3 separate regions of the Mus musculus genome follow, and regions 1 and 3 are each linked to region 2. The links are chromatin contacts, called in public ChIA-PET and promoter capture Hi-C maps. All regions are on one chromosome and are shown on one strand. The core of a region is the stretch at or near the end of the contact, and the rest is flanking DNA. Distances in the headings are between cores, read along the strand shown. Region 1 holds the start of Cyp1a2 (cytochrome P450, family 1, subfamily a, polypeptide 2). Region 2 holds the start of Csk (c-src tyrosine kinase). Region 3 holds the start of Edc3 (enhancer of mRNA decapping 3).

Region 1 (3,053 bases), core at 161-2,660, 38 kb before region 2:
TGTTCTTTTCAAGACAGAGTTTCTCTGTGTAGCCCTGGCTGTCCTGGAACTCACTCTGTAGACCAGGCTGGCCTTGAACTCAGAAATCTGCCTGCCTCTGCCTCCCAAGCGCTGGGTGTTTTGACTGCACATATGTCTGTGTGAGGGTGTCAGGTCCCCTGGAACGGGAATTACAGACCATTGTGAGTTGGCATGTGGGTGGTGGGAATTGAACCCTCTGGAATAGCAGTCAGTGCTCTTTACCTCTCTCTCCGGCCCCCATGAGTTGTCTTTGTTGTCTTTTAATTCCTTACCATCTTCCACAGGAGGGAGAGTGCAGAGAGAGCCTCCCTTTAGAATACAAAATTCTAAAGAAAATAAAAGTTGGGAGAGGAGTTAAGACCTAATTCAGTGGTAGAGTCCTCACCAAGTATGTTTGTGGATGTAGGTTCAGGTATGCGCTCGCGCGCGTGCGCGCACGCGCGCACACACACACACACACACACACACACATGGGTGTGGGGTGTGATGAGGTAGCTACAACATACATGTCATGGTTAATCTCCAGTGTCATCTTGATGGGATTTAGGATCACCTAGAAGGTGGTCCTCAGGGCATACCTTTCCTGAAAGGTAACTAAGGAGGGAAAGCCCAGCCTGAGTGTGGGCTATACCATACCTAGGCTGCAGTCCCTGGTTAATAACAACAACAAAAGACTCTAGAACTAGCAGTCCTCTCTCTCTCTCTCTCTCTCTCTCTGTGTGTGTGTGTGTGTGTGTGTGTGTGTGTGTGTGTGTGTCTTTCCTGACTGCAGATGCCATGTGACCAGCCACTTCACATTCCTGCTGTTGCAACTCCTCTGCCACAATGGACTATACCCCAAAAGCATGAGCCAAAATAGTTCTTCCTTCCTCCCTCCCTTTCTTCCTCCCTTCTTCCTCCCTTCCTTCCTTCCTCCTTCCCTCCCTTCCTTCCTTCCCTTCCTTTTGTCAGGTAGATTGTTAATTCCAGAAAAGTCACGAGTACAATGCACCTCCCTATCTGCCTCCGTGGAGAGCATGAGCTGCCCTGGTTGGCCTGGGGGCTAGGCCCGTCCATTCTCATGGGTGGAGAAGAGGTTATATCTGTTCATCCACCTAATTTTTACACCCTGAACCCTGCCCTGTCTTTGAAAGAAGTGTATTCTTTCAAAGACATATACCTTGGCCCCTAAAATGTCATACTTTTTTATCTCCATGAATATTTATCTCCATGGACCCCAAGCCACTTCTGACCCCAAGTGAAAGGTGGAACTGAGGAGCCATGGCTTGAAGCCAAGAATTGATCCTTTCAGCTTTGTGCAGCATCCAGCTATGATATCAAGTGACCCGGGCACCTGGGCCAGTCCAGAGTGGGTGGTGTTATAAAAGGCCCCTCGTCGGAACCCAGAAGTCCTGGACTGACTCCCACAACTCTGCCAGTCTCCAGCCCCTGCCCTTCAGGTACGTCTGTGTGTCTTTCCAGATCATGAGACCTGCTGCTATTTCCTAAATGCTATTATGATGGAGAAACGGGGACCCTGTGGGAAGTGAAGGAAATCTGAGAGGTCTAAGGTTTTGCTTCTTAATTCTCAGCCCTGGACCTTTGCACCTCCGTGTGTGTGTTTATATGTATGTGTGTGTGTGTGTGTATCTCTGTCTGTCTTTCTGTCTTTCTGTCTGTCTGTCTGAACACCACAGCTTATGTGTGGAGCTCAGAGACAACTTTCAGGAATCAGTTCTTTCTTTCCACCACATCAATTCCAGGGATCAAACTCAAGTCATCAGGCTTTCAGCAAGTGCTTTTACCACTGAGCCATCTCACTAGCCCATTACCTTTAATTAAACAGTTTCAACCAGGCTTTTTCTGAGGACAGTTGCCTGGAGTAAAGAGGTAGGGAAAGAATTCCCACCTGGCATTGGACAGCCCCAGACCTAACTGTAGCCCACTTCAGCCTCTAAGCATGGAAGTAAATGAAGACTCACTTTTGGAGGAGGAATCTCTGCTGGGTGTTGTTAGAGTGTTATAGAGAAAGGAGGATATCACAGGTCATTGATATCATCCCAGGAACAGTGGCTTTCTGTCGCTTGGGCAAGGAGGCATCTTCTGTTCCTTGGGTATGTGGAGGGTACCACCAATGTGTTGGACCCTCTGGCAGAAAGTGGTACAAACACTCTGTTACTGTGGCTGTTGAGGAGCTGCTTTTAGCATCATGGTTTTGGAGTGGTCACTTGCATCCATGCCAGTCTGAGAATTGGAAACGAGAGAGGTAGACAAAACAGCCTGGGATGGAAATCAAGACACTAAAGTTGTAAATGCAAGGCTCCTTCCCAGCCCTTGGCTTTTGGGATGGGGTAAGGGCAAATCCCTGAAAGAACAAGACACAGGACAGGTATATTCACGTTTCTGATGTGTGGCTGAAAGCCAAGCACAGGATGTATGTCAGCACCTACTGAATGAGTGAATGAAAGGATAAACGGAAGGCTCAGAATCCATCCCCAACCACTCCATCTTTCCATTTCCCCTGCAGTGGTACAGATGGCGTTCTCCCAGTACATCTCCTTAGCCCCAGAGCTGCTACTGGCCACTGCCATCTTCTGTTTAGTGTTCTGGATGGTCAGAGCCTCAAGGACCCAGGTTCCCAAAGGCCTGAAGAATCCACCCGGACCCTGGGGCTTGCCCTTCATTGGGCACATGCTGACTGTGGGGAAGAACCCACACCTGTCACTGACACGGCTGAGTCAGCAGTATGGGGACGTGCTGCAGATCCGCATCGGCTCCACTCCTGTGGTGGTGCTGAGCGGCCTGAACACCATCAAGCAGGCCCTGGTGAGGCAGGGAGATGACTTCAAGGGCCGACCAGACCTCTACAGCTTCACACTTATCACTAACGGCAAGAGCATGACTTTCAACCCAGACTCTGGACCCGTGTGGGCTGCCCGCCGGCGCCTGGCCCAGGATGCCCTGAAGAGCTTCTCCATAGCCTCGGACCCGACGTCAGCATCCTCTTGCTATTTGGAGGAGCACGTGAGCAAGGAGGCTAACCATCTCGTCAG
Region 2 (2,905 bases), core at 283-2,782:
TCCTTAGAAAGTGCTCCTACACCTAGCACCTCCAACGGACTTTCTGGCTTCTCTCTAGCCACTGTGCTTCCATTCTGTGGCCCTCCCATACAGGAGCACTGCTTGCTCCTGTAGCTGAGAGCAAATTGCTCCGGGAGGATCCCGGACTCCTCATTAACAATGGTGCATAATAACAGCCCGTGTTTAATTGAGGACTCACCACGTGCCACTTGCGCACCGAGCACTTCAAACCTATTAACTCATTTCCTCTCCACAAAACCTTACAAAGTTGGTGGTACCGCTCTTGCTCACTTTACCAAACCACAGTGGAAAAGGACAGACAGAGATTAGCTAACTGGTCCGACGTTGTTACACAGCCAGTGACAACTTCCCTATTGCATCTCAGCTGAAAATAAAGCCCGGAAGAGTTCCAAGAAGCTCTGTGGTTCTTTGGCCCTGTAGCTTGCAGGACTGACCGCATCTCTTTCTGCTTTCCCCTACACACGAAGTAAGTCAGGTCTCCCTGCTGTGTTCCCAGATCTAGAAAATCAACCCATGTTCCCTTCTTTCCTGTTTCTTGTGGACCTTGTACCTTTTTTTTTTTTTTCATTGTTTATCAATTTGTTCTTTGTGACAATATTTTTGCAACAACCCCTCATGAGAATTTGGCAGATATAGAGGTTTTAAGAAGTGGACTCCGGCCGGGTAGTGGTGATGCACACTCTTTTTGTTTGTTTGTTTTATGTTTTGTTTTGTTTTTCGAGACAGGGTTTCTCTGTGTAGCCCTGGCTGTCCTGGAACTCACTTTGTAGACCAGGCTGGCCTCAAATTCAGAAATCCACCTGCCTCTGCCTCCTGAGTGCTGGGATTAAAGGCGTGGGCCACCACCGCCCGGAAATGCACTCTTTAATTCTAGCACTTGGGAGGAAGAAGCAGGCAGATCTTTATGAGTTCGAGGCCAGCCTGGTCTACAGAGCAAGTTCCAGAGCTACATAGTGAGACCCTGTCTCAGAAAAACAAAAGATAACAAAAAAACTACAAAGGAGGAGAAGGAAGAAGAGGAAGAGAAGGAAGAAGAGGAGGAGGAGAGAGGAGAAAGGAGGTGGAGGAGAAGGAAGGAGAAGGACGGTGGTAGACTACAGAGCAGGGGCTGTGTAAATGCATGCTTACTGTCCCAGAAGAGTCTAGGCCTAGCCTCCACTATAGAAAGAAAACTTCGCTGGGGGGGGGGGGGGGGGGAAGAGGAGGAGAAGGAGGAGGAGGAAGCAGAGACGGTGGTAGACTACAGAGCAGGGGCCGTGTAAATGCATGCTTACTGTCCCAGAAGAGTCTAGGCCTAACCTCCACTCTAGCAAGGAAGCTTCGCCTAGAGGAAGCTGAGAGGTTGGCTCTAGCATGCTGGTGGCCCTCTGAAAGGACCTTCGGGAGCCTTCGCGAAGGCCAGCAAGTGGGGGCAGGGCGTAGACGCGGACACACCCCCCGCATTTCCTCCAAGGTCCAGCAGAGGGCGCCGACCCACGCCCCGCTGCTCGCCCGGCAGGCCCCCTCGCGCAGGCGCGCCGCAGCGGGCGGAGGATCCGGGCCGCGCTTCCTCTCACCAGGCCTGCGAGCTTCCTCCCATCGGAGCCCGGGCGAGCTGAGGTTGGCCGCCGCCGCTGAGCCTGCTGCCTTCCTTGCGCTTCCGCGCCACCCTGCGCCCTGCCCCGGGGAATCCCACCGGGGTGGGGTCCGAGCAGGGCCAACCCGGGCCGCGCCGCCGTCGGGGCCGTCCCCGGGCCAGCCGTCCCTCCCGCCTGGCCAGCCTCTGGCCGCCCAGCCTCCGGGGTGTGGGGCTTAGGCAAGCCCTGCGAGCGGCGATCGAACGCCCGGGGCGGCCCCCCGGCGGCGGCGCGACGTCCCCAAACCGAACCTCCGTGGCCGCGTTCGGAAGCGGAACTCTGCCGGGGCCGCGCCGGCTACATTGTTTCCTCCCCCCCGGACTCCCTCCCGCCCCCTTCCCCCGCCTTTCTTCCCTCCCCGCCTGGGGCTGCGCGGCAGTCCCCCTGCCTGTCTGGCTCCCCTTCCCTCTCTTTTCGCATCCATACACCTCTTTGTACCGCACCCCCTGGGGACCCCTGTGCCCCTCCCCTCCCCCTTGGCCGCATGGACTGTCCTGCAGGCCACTGATGCCGCCCTCGGTGAGGAGGCCTGGACCGCAGTGCCCCCAGAGAGGTGAGTGCTGGGCAGCCCCAAAGGAGGTGGGTGTCCTAATGCCCCCTAGAAGGGAGGAGGTCGCTCGTCCCGCCTCTGTAGCCACCACCGCCGCGCCCACACCCATCCCCCCAACCCCCCACCTCCCAAACGGGTTCGAATTCTCCCGGGAATCACTGTCAGAACACTACTGGGAATGAGCCACAAGGGAGGTAGTACTACCCAGCACCACGAGAGAATTGGCTTAGGTCTGCAGAGTCCTACCTTCCCACCCCCCAACTCCCGTGAGGAGAGCAGAGTGGGAAGTGGCTGGACCCCGGAGGAAGAGAAGTGGTATGGGCCGGACTCCCGGGCGTTTGCCCTTTCCCGTTCAGGGCTTCCCTGAAGGTATCCTGGCTTGTCTGGTTCTGAACTCTACTTCAGTCGTTGCACAGAGGTTCTATTGGCTCCAAGCAGCCCAGGGCCATGCCACCTCCCTTTGTGCCTGATAGAAGGCCGGGTCCTTGAACTAAGCCTGTCACCCTTGACCTGCCAGAGGATCAGGCTTAAAGCAAGGGACCTCTGACCCTTGGGTGGAGAAACTGGGCAGGGCTTCCAGTCTGCGTAGAGGTGACACTGGGCATTGGTACTGTACCCCGTTCCCCCCACCCCCACCCCCAGCATCCTCATCAGTCTATTTTCCCAGGCTTCTCAGGACCCAGACCAGTTATTTGGAAGGGGTGTGTCCAGTCACTGG
Region 3 (3,130 bases), core at 248-2,747, 63 kb before region 2:
GAAGTTAATTACTGTGTCTGTACTGTATTGTTTAAGCATCAATGAATTTAGCCAGTCTACTACTATAAACATTGGAATTATTTCAAGTTCTGAGTTCCATTTTAAGTAGCATTTTATATGGGTTCTTGTTAATATTACACAGAAAAATCTGAGATGAAACTGCATTTGCCTTTATTAGAAACTGTCAGTCAGGTGTGTTGTGTACATCTATAATCTCAGAAGTCCAGAGGCTAAAGCAGGAGCATTACTCGGTAATAGGGGACCCAAGTGGCCAAATGTCTCAGTAACATCAAAACCAGTAATCCTGGTAGTCAAAGAGTGAAGGCCTTTAATCCCAGCACTCTGGAGGCAGAGGCAGGAGGATCGTTGTGAGTTCCGGGCCAGTTTGACCTACACAGACAATTCTACAGGTTCTCACTATGTAGCTCTAACCTAGAACTATATACTGAGTGCCTGTCACCAAAAAAAGGTCATTCTTTGCAACTACTTTTACTTCAGAGAAACCAAAAACTAAGAATTTTGTGCCCAAACAAAACAGATACATCATTCTCTTTAAAAAAACAAAAATCAAAAAACAAAAAACTGGGTTCCACCTGAGGGTTCCAGATGAGCCACGAATAACTCGGGGATAGTCATTTTGATTGTGGAAAGATTAAGGGTCCTTTTAACTCTGCAACGGGGAGACTGAAAATCAACTAAAGTTGATGAAGACTATTCCTCCAACACACCCCAACACTTAAAACCACAGATCAAGTATTACTAATATCTGCAGTCACAACACAGAAAGGATAACTGCGGCAGTGCATCGAGGGCAGCTAAGTGTGCGTGCGCTCTGGCAGGGCATCACTATCTCTAGTCCCACACCCCAGTCCTTCACAAGTTACACAAGTTCTCATCTACTATGAGGCACTCGCACGACTGGCTATTAACCTCACTGGTCAAAGAAAATGAAGGCAAAGAGCAATGGCTCTTTGAGAAGTCACAGTGGCAACCAAAGCGGGCTTGAGACAGACCAAGCCGTTATTGCCTCCAATCCGAATCCTTGGGCTATACCTAACCCAGTGAGTACCCCACACGCCCGCACGCGCGCACCCCCACAATTTCTGCGCGGGCGCGCGCGCGCACACACAAGGTTCTTGAGCGCGCACGCATATACACACACACACACACACACACACACACACCCGCGCACACACACACACACACCCGCGCGCGCACACACACACACACACACCCGCAGCTCCTGTCCGCCAATATAAAGATCTACAAGGCCGGGAAGCCTGCAGCCTAACAAGCAAACCGAGCTGACCACCCGGAAGCGCCAGCCAACGGGCACCCGCGAACACGCAGCCTTCCTCGTGCTCACCTCCCCGCCGCCTGCCCCCGCCTGCGCTGCACAGCACACCAAGACGACCTCGCTCGCCAAAACCCCACCGAGGGGCTTCACGCCCACCGCCACAGACACAGAAGCAGCCGCCACCTCCGCCGGAAACGCCCCCGCGTCTCGGCCTACCCGGAGTGATGTCACTTCCGTTGACACAGGGCGGAGCCAAGGGGCGGGGCTCCCGGGAAATTTGAGAGCTTGGGGTAATGTTAAGGGTTGATGGACAAGGCAGCTAAGATGTTTTCTGTGTGTGAAATCTGAGTGGAGTAAGAAAGAGAATGGGAGGAAGGAACTATGCTGGCTAGTTTGTCAAATTGACACAAGCTAAAGTTATCTGAAAGGAGGGAACCTCAAATGAGAAAATGGCTCTATAAGATCTGGCTGTAAGTAAGCCTATGCAATATTTCTCTTAATTTGTGACTGAGTGGGGAGGGCCTAGGCTATTGTAACTGGGGCCCTCCCTGAGCTGGTAGTCCTGGGCTTTTTTTCCTGAGAAAAAAGGCTGTGCAAGCATGGGGAGCAAGCCAGTAACCCACACTCTTCAGTGGCCTCTGTACCAGCTCCTGACTCCAAGAACCTTTCTTGATGAATAGTGATATGGAAGTGTAGCTGAATAAACCCTTTCCTTCCCAAATTGATTGTGGTCATGGAGTTTCATCTCAGCAATAGAAATCCAAACTAAGATAAATTGGTACCAGGAGTGGGGTATTGTGAACAGACCAGATCATGTTTCGGAAGGACTTTGGAATTTTAGGCTAGAAAAGCCATGAGAGCTCAGTGAGCTGTTCTGTAGGAGACTGGAAGTTAAGAATGTTGAGAGCACTGCAGATTGCCTGGCTTGTGAAGTTTCGGAGGAAAATTTAAAGACTATTGGGGCCATTTGTTATTTTGAATTAAGATTCTGTGGTTCCAGCCGGGCGTGGTGGTGCACGCCTTTAATCCCAGCACTCGGGAGGCAGAGGCAGGCGGATTTCTGAGTTCGAGGCCAGCCTGGTCTACAAAGTGAGCTCCAGGGCAGCCAGGGCTACACAGAGAAACCCTGTCTCGAAAAACCAAAAAAAAAAAAAAAAAAAAAAAAAAAGATTCTGTGGTTCTGGCTAGGTGGGGCTGGAGAAATGGTTGCGCTTAACAAGAACTACATAGTGAAACTTTTGCCTTGCTGAGATACTCAATACTGTTTGACTAGAGGTGAGAAATTAGTGGTGCTTACGAAAAGAAAAACATTGTTGAGGTGAAATCTCTTTCATTTTTTCTTCTTGGTTTTTCAAGAGAAGGTTTCTCTATGTAGCTCTGGAACTTGCTCTGTAAATCAGGATGGCCTCTGCCTCCCAAGTGCTGGGATTAAAGGCATGCATGCACCACCACTGAGCATGGTTAAATCTTATGGGGAGTATTTCTGAGCACACCAAGAAAGAAAGAGAGAGGGTGAGGAAGGAGGGAGGGAGGAGAAAGAAAATAAGAGAAAAGAGAAGCTGGAGAGATGGCTCAGAAGTTAAAAGCATTTCCCACAACTGTCCATAACTCCAGTTCTAAGGGATCTAACACTCTCTTTTGACCACTGAGAGGACCAGCATGCTTATGGTGTACATACATACATGCAGGCAAAACATTCAATACACATAAAATAAATCCAAAAACAAAGTTAGAAATGTTTATGAGCTCATGGCTTCAAACACACTTGAGGGGTTTTAATTTATGGGAAAAAAATTTTAGTCAGTTTGTTGCTATGCAGCCCTAACTAGACTC

Evidence for each region. ChIA-PET counts read pairs in DNA pulled down with a chosen protein or histone mark. Capture Hi-C pulls out chosen DNA fragments and counts their contacts.
Region 1: a promoter capture Hi-C map of liver shows a contact between it and region 2. The contact joins the promoter of Cyp1a2 here to the promoter of Csk in region 2. A contact is called at or near these places in 2 of 39 promoter capture datasets (cranial neural crest and liver), 2 of 15 datasets of contacts at CTCF or cohesin (CD8 T cells and embryonic stem cells), 2 of 484 Hi-C or Micro-C datasets (CD4 T cells and regulatory T cells), 4 of 115 datasets of contacts at active chromatin or transcription factors (the HPC-7 cell line, embryonic stem cells and large pre-B cells) and 3 of 9 other capture datasets (adipose tissue, liver and pancreatic islet).
Region 3: a contact with region 2 is called in an RNA polymerase II ChIA-PET map of memory CD8 T cells, with 5,173 read pairs. The contact joins the promoter of Edc3 here to the promoter of Csk in region 2. A contact is called at or near these places in 4 of 39 promoter capture datasets (embryonic stem cells, erythroid cells, hippocampal neurons and 1 more), 2 of 15 datasets of contacts at CTCF or cohesin (CD8 T cells and embryonic stem cells), 4 of 484 Hi-C or Micro-C datasets (CD4 T cells, Th1 cells, neutrophils and 1 more), 12 of 115 datasets of contacts at active chromatin or transcription factors (CD8 T cells, the HPC-7 cell line, the SCID.adh cell line and 8 more) and 3 of 9 other capture datasets (adipose tissue, liver and pancreatic islet).

What each region holds. Positions count from the first base shown.
Region 1 is chr9:57,682,012-57,685,064 of GRCm38.p6, reverse strand. Cyp1a2 (cytochrome P450, family 1, subfamily a, polypeptide 2) reads left to right here and starts at 1,410. Exons shown (of 7, transcript NM_009993.3): 1 at 1,410-1,460; 2 at 2,528-3,053. The coding sequence starts at 2,536.
Region 2 is chr9:57,644,280-57,647,184 of GRCm38.p6, reverse strand. It overlaps Csk (c-src tyrosine kinase), which reads left to right and starts at 1,532. Exons shown (of 13, transcript NM_007783.3): 1 at 1,532-2,190.
Region 3 is chr9:57,706,936-57,710,065 of GRCm38.p6, reverse strand. Edc3 (enhancer of mRNA decapping 3) reads right to left here and starts at 1,497. Exons shown (of 7, transcript NM_153799.3): 1 at 1,367-1,497.